Regions from separate parts of the Hordeum vulgare genome. Here region 2 is linked to region 1. The links are chromatin contacts, called in public Hi-C maps. All regions are on one chromosome and are shown on one strand. The core of a region is the stretch at or near the end of the contact, and the rest is flanking DNA. Distances in the headings are between cores, read along the strand shown.

Evidence for each region. Hi-C and Micro-C count contacts between places; a contact is called where the count stands out from the background.
Region 2: a Hi-C map of seedling shows a contact between it and region 1, with 4 times the contacts expected there. The contact joins the promoter of LOC123447725 here to the promoter of LOC123447724 in region 1. A contact is called at or near these places in 1 of 6 Hi-C or Micro-C datasets (seedling) and 1 of 1 datasets of contacts at active chromatin or transcription factors (embryo).

The regions. Positions count from the first base shown.
Region 1 is chr4H:31,987,749-31,992,605 of MorexV3_pseudomolecules_assembly, reverse strand. It overlaps LOC123447724 (flowering locus K homology domain-like), which reads left to right and starts at 2,228. Exons shown (of 7, transcript XM_045124363.1): 1 at 2,228-2,458; 2 at 3,066-3,548. The coding sequence starts at 2,231.
Region 2 is chr4H:32,233,114-32,237,970 of MorexV3_pseudomolecules_assembly, reverse strand. LOC123447725 (iron-sulfur protein NUBPL) reads left to right here and starts at 2,920. Exons shown (of 8, transcript XM_045124366.1): 1 at 2,920-3,169; 2 at 3,309-3,432; 3 at 3,858-3,980. The coding sequence starts at 3,146.

The DNA.
Region 1 (4,857 bases), core at 979-3,478:
ATGTTGTTTCTTCTTCGAGGATGAACATTAAAAGCAGTGTTTTAATTTTCATGTTGCACAACCTTATGTATTGTGAGTGTCGATATTTTTCATTTAAATATGGTTAAATTTTATAATTTTTTACTTCATAGCATAAAAGGACCCGAGGAGTACATAACCCATTTTTTTCTTGAACTCAGAGCAACTTCACAAAACGACTCAAACAGACGCGTGTTTTGTCTGTTTGGGTGAGCCGAGCGGATACTACTGTCCAGTTTTACAAATGGATCGACTCGTTCATCCAATATAGGCCCGAACCAAACTTCAAACGCGGACTTAAAATAACGAGACTGCCGAAACAACGATAATTTAGCATTAGAACACATCGGTCAAAAGCAGGTCCAAGTACACATAACGTTAATTAAACATAACTAAACATGAAAAAAGGTCGTCGCCGCATGGACTGCCCTAGACGTCGTCATCCTCATTCTCGTTGGGGGTGGTGAGGTCGATGAGCTCGGTGCCGGCCTAGCCCATAGGAACGCCGTCTCCGAGGCCCGATCAGCGTCTTTGGCTAGGGCGCAAGCTGTAGGGCTCACTCACCCGTCTCCTTTTCCTGACGCTCCTCCTCCTCCTCCAACGCCCAATGATGCTCAAATTCCATCTGCGTCTCAACCTAGGCACGCTCCTCCGGCAGCGCGCGCGTCTTCCAGTGCAGGAAATAGACCGCCTCCTCCTCCGACGTGGCGCCAAGCTAGATGAGAGGCGCAGACACCCACTCTCGGAGTTGTCCAGTCCACTTGTAGCGCTCCGGCTGGGGCTTTTCCGCCTTGACCTTGGGCTTGGGAAGCGTCGGAGGCGCCGACGGATGAGGATGAGGAGGTAGGATGCAGTCGCCCGCTACGGACAGTGTGAGGGCCTCCTCAAGGCCCTCCCGGTGCGCACCTTCGTCGCGCCTGCTCTCCTCGATGGCGTGGGCCAAAGCCTCCTCGGGGGCGGCGTGGTAGACAACCTCCTCCTCCTGCTCCTCTGGCTTCACCTCATGGGGCGGTGATGGGACGACATGATCAAGCCAGACGCCATTGAGGCGCTCCTGCTCGTGGTCCATGGCGAACCAAACTTCCCAATTTGGGGAGTCGGTTGTGTAGGCTGGATGTCGCCTCTGGTCGGGGCTCAGCAGCTCGCGCCACCGACGCACCTCCTCTGTGTGCGCGCCCGCGGATCGGGGAACAGCCTGCGCACCTCCTCGGTCGAGCGCACGTGCACGGACCGGGGCATCGTCGCCACAAGAATGCGGTGGGGATCTAGATGCCAATCAGACGGGAGGTTGACATATGGATACAGAAGGGTCTGCCTGTATTGTCACTACCACCTTGCTTGGTGGACGGAAATGCATAGGCGCTCATGTTCCCGTGGCGCACCGCAGCAAGGTGTCGTCGATGTCCGGGACGAGCTAACGCTAACGGTGAGCTTGACCTTTCCTTTACCGAAAAACCCATGGCATACGGTGGTGGGAGCCGGCTAGGTCTAGGATTTCTAGTCGTCGGCAGGGGAGCAAATGTGGCCAATGGGGACGGGAGGAGAAGTGGATGAAGCCGGCCCCGCCGCACGTGTCGATTAAAAAGACGATGATCGGCAATTTTCAGCCACTGTCAGGCGGGCCCAAGAGCGGTGGTTGTCCGGCCGATTGGTGGATCCGCGAGGGACACGAAAAGGACCGAGGCGCGTCTGTTCATGTCAGCGAGAACGCAACTCCGACCTAAATTTAAGTCTGAGGCCCTATTTCTTTAAAAAGTCCTAGGACTTTTTTTAGTCCCAACTAAAAAGTCTCTAGTCCCTACCCGTTTCTTTCCAAGGACTAAACATGGACTAAAGGTCATTAAATGACATGCAAAAAGACCATGTTACCCCTAGTAATACACTAGAAGTTATTAAATAACATGCTAAAAGTAGGGGCATTGTTGGAAAAAGAGTCCAAAAAGTCCGAAAAAGTCCCTCCCATAGGGACTTTTTTCTTTAGTCCAAAATACCCCCTTTTAGTCCCTAAAAGTCCCTCCTGTTTCTTTCACATGGGACTAAAAGGGACTTTTTTTTAATCCCTACACCAAAAAATCCCTGGAAAGAAACACCCCGTGAAATAAACATCATTTAGATTTATGTCGATGCGCTGGGTCATTGTTCTTGTACGGTGTCACGCGCGGACCAAATAGGCAGCGCGATTGGAGTTGCTGGCACGAGTACAGAACTCTGTATGGACCGCGGACGGCTCTCCGTTCGAGTACTGGACGAGTCGCGATATCGCGATAAAGCGCTCCACCATCTGCACGAGCTCCCCTCCCCCCTCCCCCACACCCCAAATCCGCTGCCGTCGTCCTCCCTTCCGCTCCTCCTCCGCCCCTCGCCGGCCTCCGCGGCTTCCTCGCCGCACCCCCCGCCGGCCGCCGCCTCCTCCCCTCCCCTCCCCCTCCCCCTCTGTCAGGTAACACGATCTCCTCGCCCCTTCCGTGCTCTCGCTGACGCGCCCCCGTGGTTGGTGGGAGGGCGGCGGAGGTTTCGCCAATTCCGAGCTCCGCGGGGCCGGAGAATCGAGACCTGGTTTCAGTTTTAGCCCCTACGTCGAGGCGAGCGAGGTTCGGGGGTTGCGGCGCGCTTAGGGTTTAGTAGGGTTTGCTGTATGGCGGCCCGTGTGCCCTGCGCTGATCTGGGGGACGCGGCTTGGGCTCTGTTTGGGGTCATGGCAAGGCATGGGTGCTTTTGAAGTGGGTTTGGGGGGAAAGGGTGCGGTTCCTATGGTCGATTGGACCTGGAACCCAGTTGCTGTTTGCTTGGTAGGTACAATTCCTGTTGTCGCATATAAATGTTCTAAATCAAGGTTGGTAGAGTCATGTATGCGTTCAGGGAGCGTCTAATAAAATGGTGCCTGCTTGCTAGCCACATTTACAGCCTGGGCCTTGCGTCACGAGTCATGCGTATGAAGAAAGACAGACGCGTTCCTGCTGCAGATTTTGAATTCTATATGTTGTGCCTTAAAATTCAGTGGTGCCTGTGGCGGTTTTTTATGTAATCCTTTTACTTTGTGTCAACAGAAAATTATGGATGAAGAGAATTTCACGGAACATGGCATTGATGAACTCCCTCAGAATCTTTACGACCAAGAACGACTCAACTCGTACGACAACACAGAACAGTATAATGAAGAGCCTGGTAACCCATACAACGAAGAAGAGCCTGCAAACCAATATGAAGGAGCTGGGAATGCGTACAATGAGGTGCAAGCTAATCTGCTCAGCGAAGAACCAGAAACTCAGTACAATGATGAACCAGTAAGCCCGTGCCAGGAAGAGAATGCATACAATGGGCAAGTGAAGCAGCAGGAAAGCCTGCAGGTAGAGGGCGAGGATAAGAGATGGCCAGGTTGGCCAGGAGATAGCGTTTTCCGTATACTGGTCCCAGCCCAGAAGGTGGGTGCTATCATTGGCCGCAAAGGGGAGTTTATAAAAAAGATGTGCGAGCAGTCTAAAGCTCGCATAAAAATACTTGATGGCCCACCTGGTGTAACAGAAAGAGCAGTAAGTATCTGTATAAAATCTTGATGACAAGTTCGTATTCTTATCAATGCAGCCAGCATATTTTTATGATGTCGGTACTCTGTAGTGGTTCCTGTGTGTTGTTTTCTTGCAACAACACCTTTTAGATTTCTTTTTGTTGATGTTGTGATTTATTATGAGCTGGCAAATTCGTATACTGACTTGTGTACACTAATACCCAGTTTCCCTGCCACTCTGCCCCATAAGATACATTTGGAATGGTTCCCCAACCTAACAGTTTGCTTAGTACGTTAGTCATTTTGTGCTGGAAGTTGTTTGGTGTGCTCAGTGCAGCGTTGTTTGCTTGATGCTCGTTGACTTAAGGAAATTTGTAGTTGCGCTGGTAGTTGCTTGGTACCTTATTCCTCCTTTGGTTACAGGAAATTTGTAGGAATTTTATCTATATGATTCCTATAGGGAGTTTCCTTTTGACCCCTTTGGTTTGTAGGAATGGATTCCTATTCCTATGTACTAGGATTAGTTCCTATCCTTCACATTTCAAAGGATTATTTTTTATCTAAGACCTAATGGAAAAAGTCCTATCCTATGAACCAAATGCCAACTCTTTTGTTGTAGGAGTTGAGATACATGCCATCTCATTTCCTATGACTTCCCTATTCCTATTCCTATCCTAGGAACCAAAGGAGGCCTTAAGCACTTAAGTTTTATCTGAACATGGGATATAAAGAGAAATTGTTTGTTCAACAATGAACATGCCTTGCAGAAACTAAAATACAGCTGTTGATTGAGCTAGTTGTTTTGAGCAAGACCTTCTTTTCTGCTTAATAGAAACTTAATTCTCATTTAACCATTAGCATGTCCTTAATTAGTTTGAGATTTGAATGTTGTATTACTTGGATCATCCACGATATTTTAGCAAATTTCTATAACAATGAAAATAATGGAAGCAAGCATCATTTCTTGTTCTGCATCTCTGCAAACTATAAAGGTCAGATGTGTTTGATGCAGAACAACATACACACACTGGTTACTGGTTTTAAGACCAAGTACCAGCTTACATTAAAAAAAAATGAATTGCTAACTGTTCTGCATAGATATTGATCGCATAGTTTTTAGCACATGCAAATAAAAACATATAACATTATGGCCTAGCAAATTAGAAATACCCCTTTTGTCAGGGTGCAAATAGCTATACCTTTTAGGGACATCAGTTGATTTCACATTTTGGATATCCTTTTCTTTTTGAACCCCTGGTAAATCTTAGCACTCTGTTTCCTTGTATAGGTCAGCAGTTAGTTTGCTGTATAATCTGCAGGAAACTACTTCAGCC
Region 2 (4,857 bases), core at 1,671-4,170, 240 kb before region 1:
ATTACAGTTGCGGCGCCGGGAATTAGCTACGGTCCAAAGTGTTGGAAATATACCCTAGAGGCAATAATAAAATGGTTATTATCATATTTCCTTGTTCATGATGATCGTCTATCGTTCATGCTATAATTGTATTAACAGAAAACAGTAATACATGTGTGAATGAATAGATCACAATGTGTCCCTAGCAAGCCTCTAGTTGGCTAGCTCGTTAGTCAATAGATGATCATGGTTTCCTGATCATGGGCATTAGATGTCGTTGATAACGGGATCACATCATTGGGAGAATGATGTGATGGACAAGACCCAATCCTAAGCCTAGCACTAGATCGTATTGTTCGTATGCTAATGCTTTTCTAATGTCAAGTATCTTTTCCTTCGACCGTGAGATTATGCAACTCCCGGATACCGTAGGAGTGCTTTGGGTGTATCAAACGTCACAACGTAACTGGATGACTATAAAGGTGCACTACGGGTACCTCCGAAAGTGTCCGTTGGGTTGGCACGAATCGAGATCGGGATTTGTCACTCCGTGTGACGGAGAGGTATCTCTGGGCCCACTCGATAGAACATCATCATGAGCTCAATTTGACTAAGGAGTTAGTCACACGATGACGTGCTACGGAACGAGTAAAGAGACTTACCGGTAACGAGATTGAACAAGGTATAGGTATACCGACGATCGAATCTCGGGCAAGTTCTATACCGACAAACAAAGGGAATCATATACGGGATTGATTGAATCCTTGGCATCGTGGTTCATCCGATGAGATCATCGTGGAGCTAGTGGGATCCACCATGGGTATCCAGACCCCGCTGATGGTTATTGGCCACAGAGGTGTCTCGGTCATGTCTGCCTGTCTCCCGAACCCGTAGGGTCTACACACTTAAGGTTCGATGACGCTAGGGTTATAGGGAATTGTTGTACGAGGTTACCGAAAGTTGTTCGGAGTCCCGGATGAGATCCCGGACGTCACGAGGAGCTCCGGAATGGTCCGGAGGTAAAGATTGATATATAGGACGGATGGTTTTGGACACCGGAATTGTTTCGGGCGTCACCGGTAACGTCCCGGGACCACCGGGACCACCGGAGGTGGTCCCGGGGAACCACCGAAGGGGGGCAACGACCCCAAGAGGCTAGATGGGCTAAGTGCGGGAGGGAACCAGCCCCTAGGTGGGCTGGTGCGCCTCCCACACCCAGCCCAATGTGCAAGTGGTGGGGAGAGGGGGCAACCCTACGCGCAGGTGGGCCTTAGGCCCACCAGGTGGTGCGCCACACCTCTCCCACCCTAGCCGCCGCCCCCCTCTCCCATCTGGTGGCCGCCGGTCCCTAGGGAGGGAACCCTAGGGGTGGCGCAGCCCTTCCCCCTCCTCCTATAAATAGATAAGGACTCGGGGCTGTTGGAGACACGGTTTAATCTCTCTCTCGGCGCAGCCCTGCTCCTCTCCCTCCTCCTCTCTGCCGGCGCTTGGCGAAGCCGTGCCAGGAGACCTCGTCTCTCCACCGACACCACGCCGTCGTGTTGCTGGACTTCTTCCCCAACCTCTCCCTCCTCCTTGCTGGATCAAGGTGCGGGAGACGTCACCGGGCTGCACGTGTGTTGAACGCGGAGGTGCCGTTGTTCGGCACTAGATCGGAATCGCCGCGAGTACGACTCCATCAACCGCGTTCTAGCAACGCTTCCGCTTAGCGATCTTCAAAGGTACGAAGATGCTCTTACCCCTCTCTCGTTGCTGGTCTCTCCATAGAAAGATCTGAACATGCGTAGGAAATTTTTTGAATTTATGCTACGTTACCCAACACAAAGCTCCAATACAATGCTACCTCGAAACGCGCACACATACATTTCGGTACGTGCGCGTCGGAAATGCATGAAAAGTGATCGCATTAAGGCCCTGTTTGGAACCACCCAGATTATATAATTCAGTTTTTATAATCTATTCTGTCTCCAAACAGGACAACTTATGGTGTAGATTATAAAAACTAGATGGATAGATTATTAAAAACTCATAATCTACTCTATACCAGCTAAAATCAGATTATGGATTGCTAATGACTCATTAGCCTTGTAAAGTTGGAGATAATTACATTCCTACCACCGCCACCCTCCTCTTTTTAAAAAAAAACAGAGGACAGACAGGTCATTATGCAATGTAAAACCTGAATTACAGTTTATATAATCTGGCCTTCAAACATGTCCACCTAGATTATGTTTATAAACCAGATTATATATCTATCTTCATAATTCAGATTATCATAATCTATTATGATTCCAAACAGGGCCTAACGGTGTTAACTGCTTCTTTCGCTAATTTGCCATATCTCTGCACACGCTCTTTACTAAAGCTATCGAATACTTTCTTCAATGAGAAAAAGGTGAATGTGTAGGAAACACATGCTTTGATTCTCCATGAGAATTGCAGCAAATTTGTGCTAGTTTTTCATCCATATAACTAGTTAGAGGGTGCCTCTCACAAAGTTCACTTTCACTCCCACTCGTGTTGACAAATGACGCACTTGTTTGTATGACACTTGTTGTTGCGTGTGTGTTTTATGTTTTTTTTCATCCATTCATCTATCAATACGTTTTATATTTAGAATCGTGCGTTCAAATCACAAGCTGTATTCATTTTTGTGTTTTTCACGTCGAGAACTTTAAATCTAGATCCCATATTAATAGGTTTAGACAGAATTTTTTTCCTAAAAAAACTTGAAAACCCGGAAATAGAAAAACTGGAAACAGAAAAAAAAAATCAAAACTAAAAAAACGAAAACCAGAAAAAACAACCGGAAACGGAGAAACCGGAAGCACGACTGTGAAATTATGTGCCCGCGGCCTGGCCCACGAGGATCGGCCCATATGGCCCAAGCCGCGGGTCCCTCACCCTCAGCCCTCCAAGTCCAACCCACGAAACAGCCCTCCTCCGTCACTGCCGCCGCCGCCTCCTGGAAGGTCGCCGCCGTCAACCTCCACCGGATCCCCTCTGAAGCCGCTGGACTCCTCGTCCCACGTCAACCCAGCCAATCCGCGACCTCTCCCGCCCACCACCAGTCTCCCCCTGGCCCCGCCCACCACGCCGTCCCAGTAAGACTGAAGGGGAAAAAGAAGAACATACGTTCTCTCTCCGGCGGGCCTATTTCTTCCCGATGCTCCGGATCGCCTCTCGCTCGGTGAGACCACAGATCTTCTCCTACAGCTGCCAAATTATTGAATTTTCCCACAAGTGGCCGCTGCAAATTTGCGCCCATTTCATGCCCGTTCCACCGAAATGCTTTCTCGAAATGTGCTCATGGTCCTGCTTTTTTACAGGGTTTGCTTGGTGGCAGGAGATGCTACAGCGCCGCCGCGAAGGGCGGGCTCTCAATCACTGGCGTCAGTGACATTATTGCTGTCGCCTCGGGGAAAGGCGGCGTCGGCAAGTCCACCACTGCAGGTTCTAATCTGGTCTCTTCTTTTCAAATTTGTTAGTGGCAGTGCAGAGAGTTGTAAGGTACTGTATATTGGAATATGCATTAGGATTGTAGAGTTTGTATATACTTTCTAAAAGGAAAAGGAAAACTGTAAATTCGCATGGAAGTAGAAATGATGCCAAACTAAGATATGCCCATTAACTATCATGACGTAGAATTTGATTCTGAATAAGGCGTTCAACTAATGTTCTGTTCTGGAGAGGGCCTGGGGCAGCTAGATGCCAAGTGATATAGGTGCATAATCTCTCTTTGCTTTTCATCCAAACTATCATGAACCAAACTTATACTGAATCGAGAAGAACCACTTATGATGCTCCATCACATTCCCCTTATATCTGGTACTTGCTCCATAACATTCCCCTTATATCTGGTACCTTTTTTGTTGCAGTTAACATTGCTGTAGCACTTGCGAAGGAGTTTAAGCTCAAGGTTGGTTTGCTAGATGCTGATATATATGGGCCATCCATTCCCACAATGATGCATCTGCATGAAAAGCCTGAAGTAAGTGAAGGTATCACTATCAGCTGTACCTCTCTCAGCATATGCGTATATGCCATACAAACATGTTATAATTTTTGCATAAAAATTTAAATCTACAATAACTGGCTAATTTTTTTTATTGTTGTGAGTTACGAGGTTTTCCTTGTTGTCTTGGTACTGCTACATATTCTAAGATCCTAACAGATAGATATTATTGTTTCCCCACATTTTTTATGCATGGTACAATTTTGGATTTATATTTGAATAATCTTGGTTTCGACACAAATTTATGGTAGTAAAATACAATCCACATTTTGTGCAGAAAGACCTGAAGAGAACTCCCTATTACAAACATTGTGATTATTCATTGCGAATTGATATCTGTTCTAAGTTCTGAATGAAGCAGTAAAATCTGTTGGTCTATGCCTATTAAAATATGGAGGATTACTTGGAACAATGTAATTATCCGTTTGAAATCGGTTCCCATTATCATCAGGCAAATAACGCCCAGGCATGCCAATATTTTCCTTCAGTTTGCATATGGATAATGCTTGCTACTTTCATTTGAGTATGTGAGCATGTTGGCCATATCAGTGTTTTGAGGTCAGTTGAAGGCTTCAAGCTTATGGTGACTCACCCTTTTAATCAAATCAATCTGACAAACTGTAACTTCAGGGCCTCAGGCAGTCACAATCTGCGGCAAAACATATTGTGTTTATCACGATTTTAACGTTGCACTACATGAGCTGAGTTGAATAGAGCTATTCGGGCATATAATTCTGTGCGAGTCTTCAAGTACTAATTAACGTGTGAACTGTGATGCTCGGCAGCTTAGCCTTTTATTATCACCACATTGTCACTAATAATTTTGTGGATACTGATTTACCTAAACTACCAGAATTCTGAAC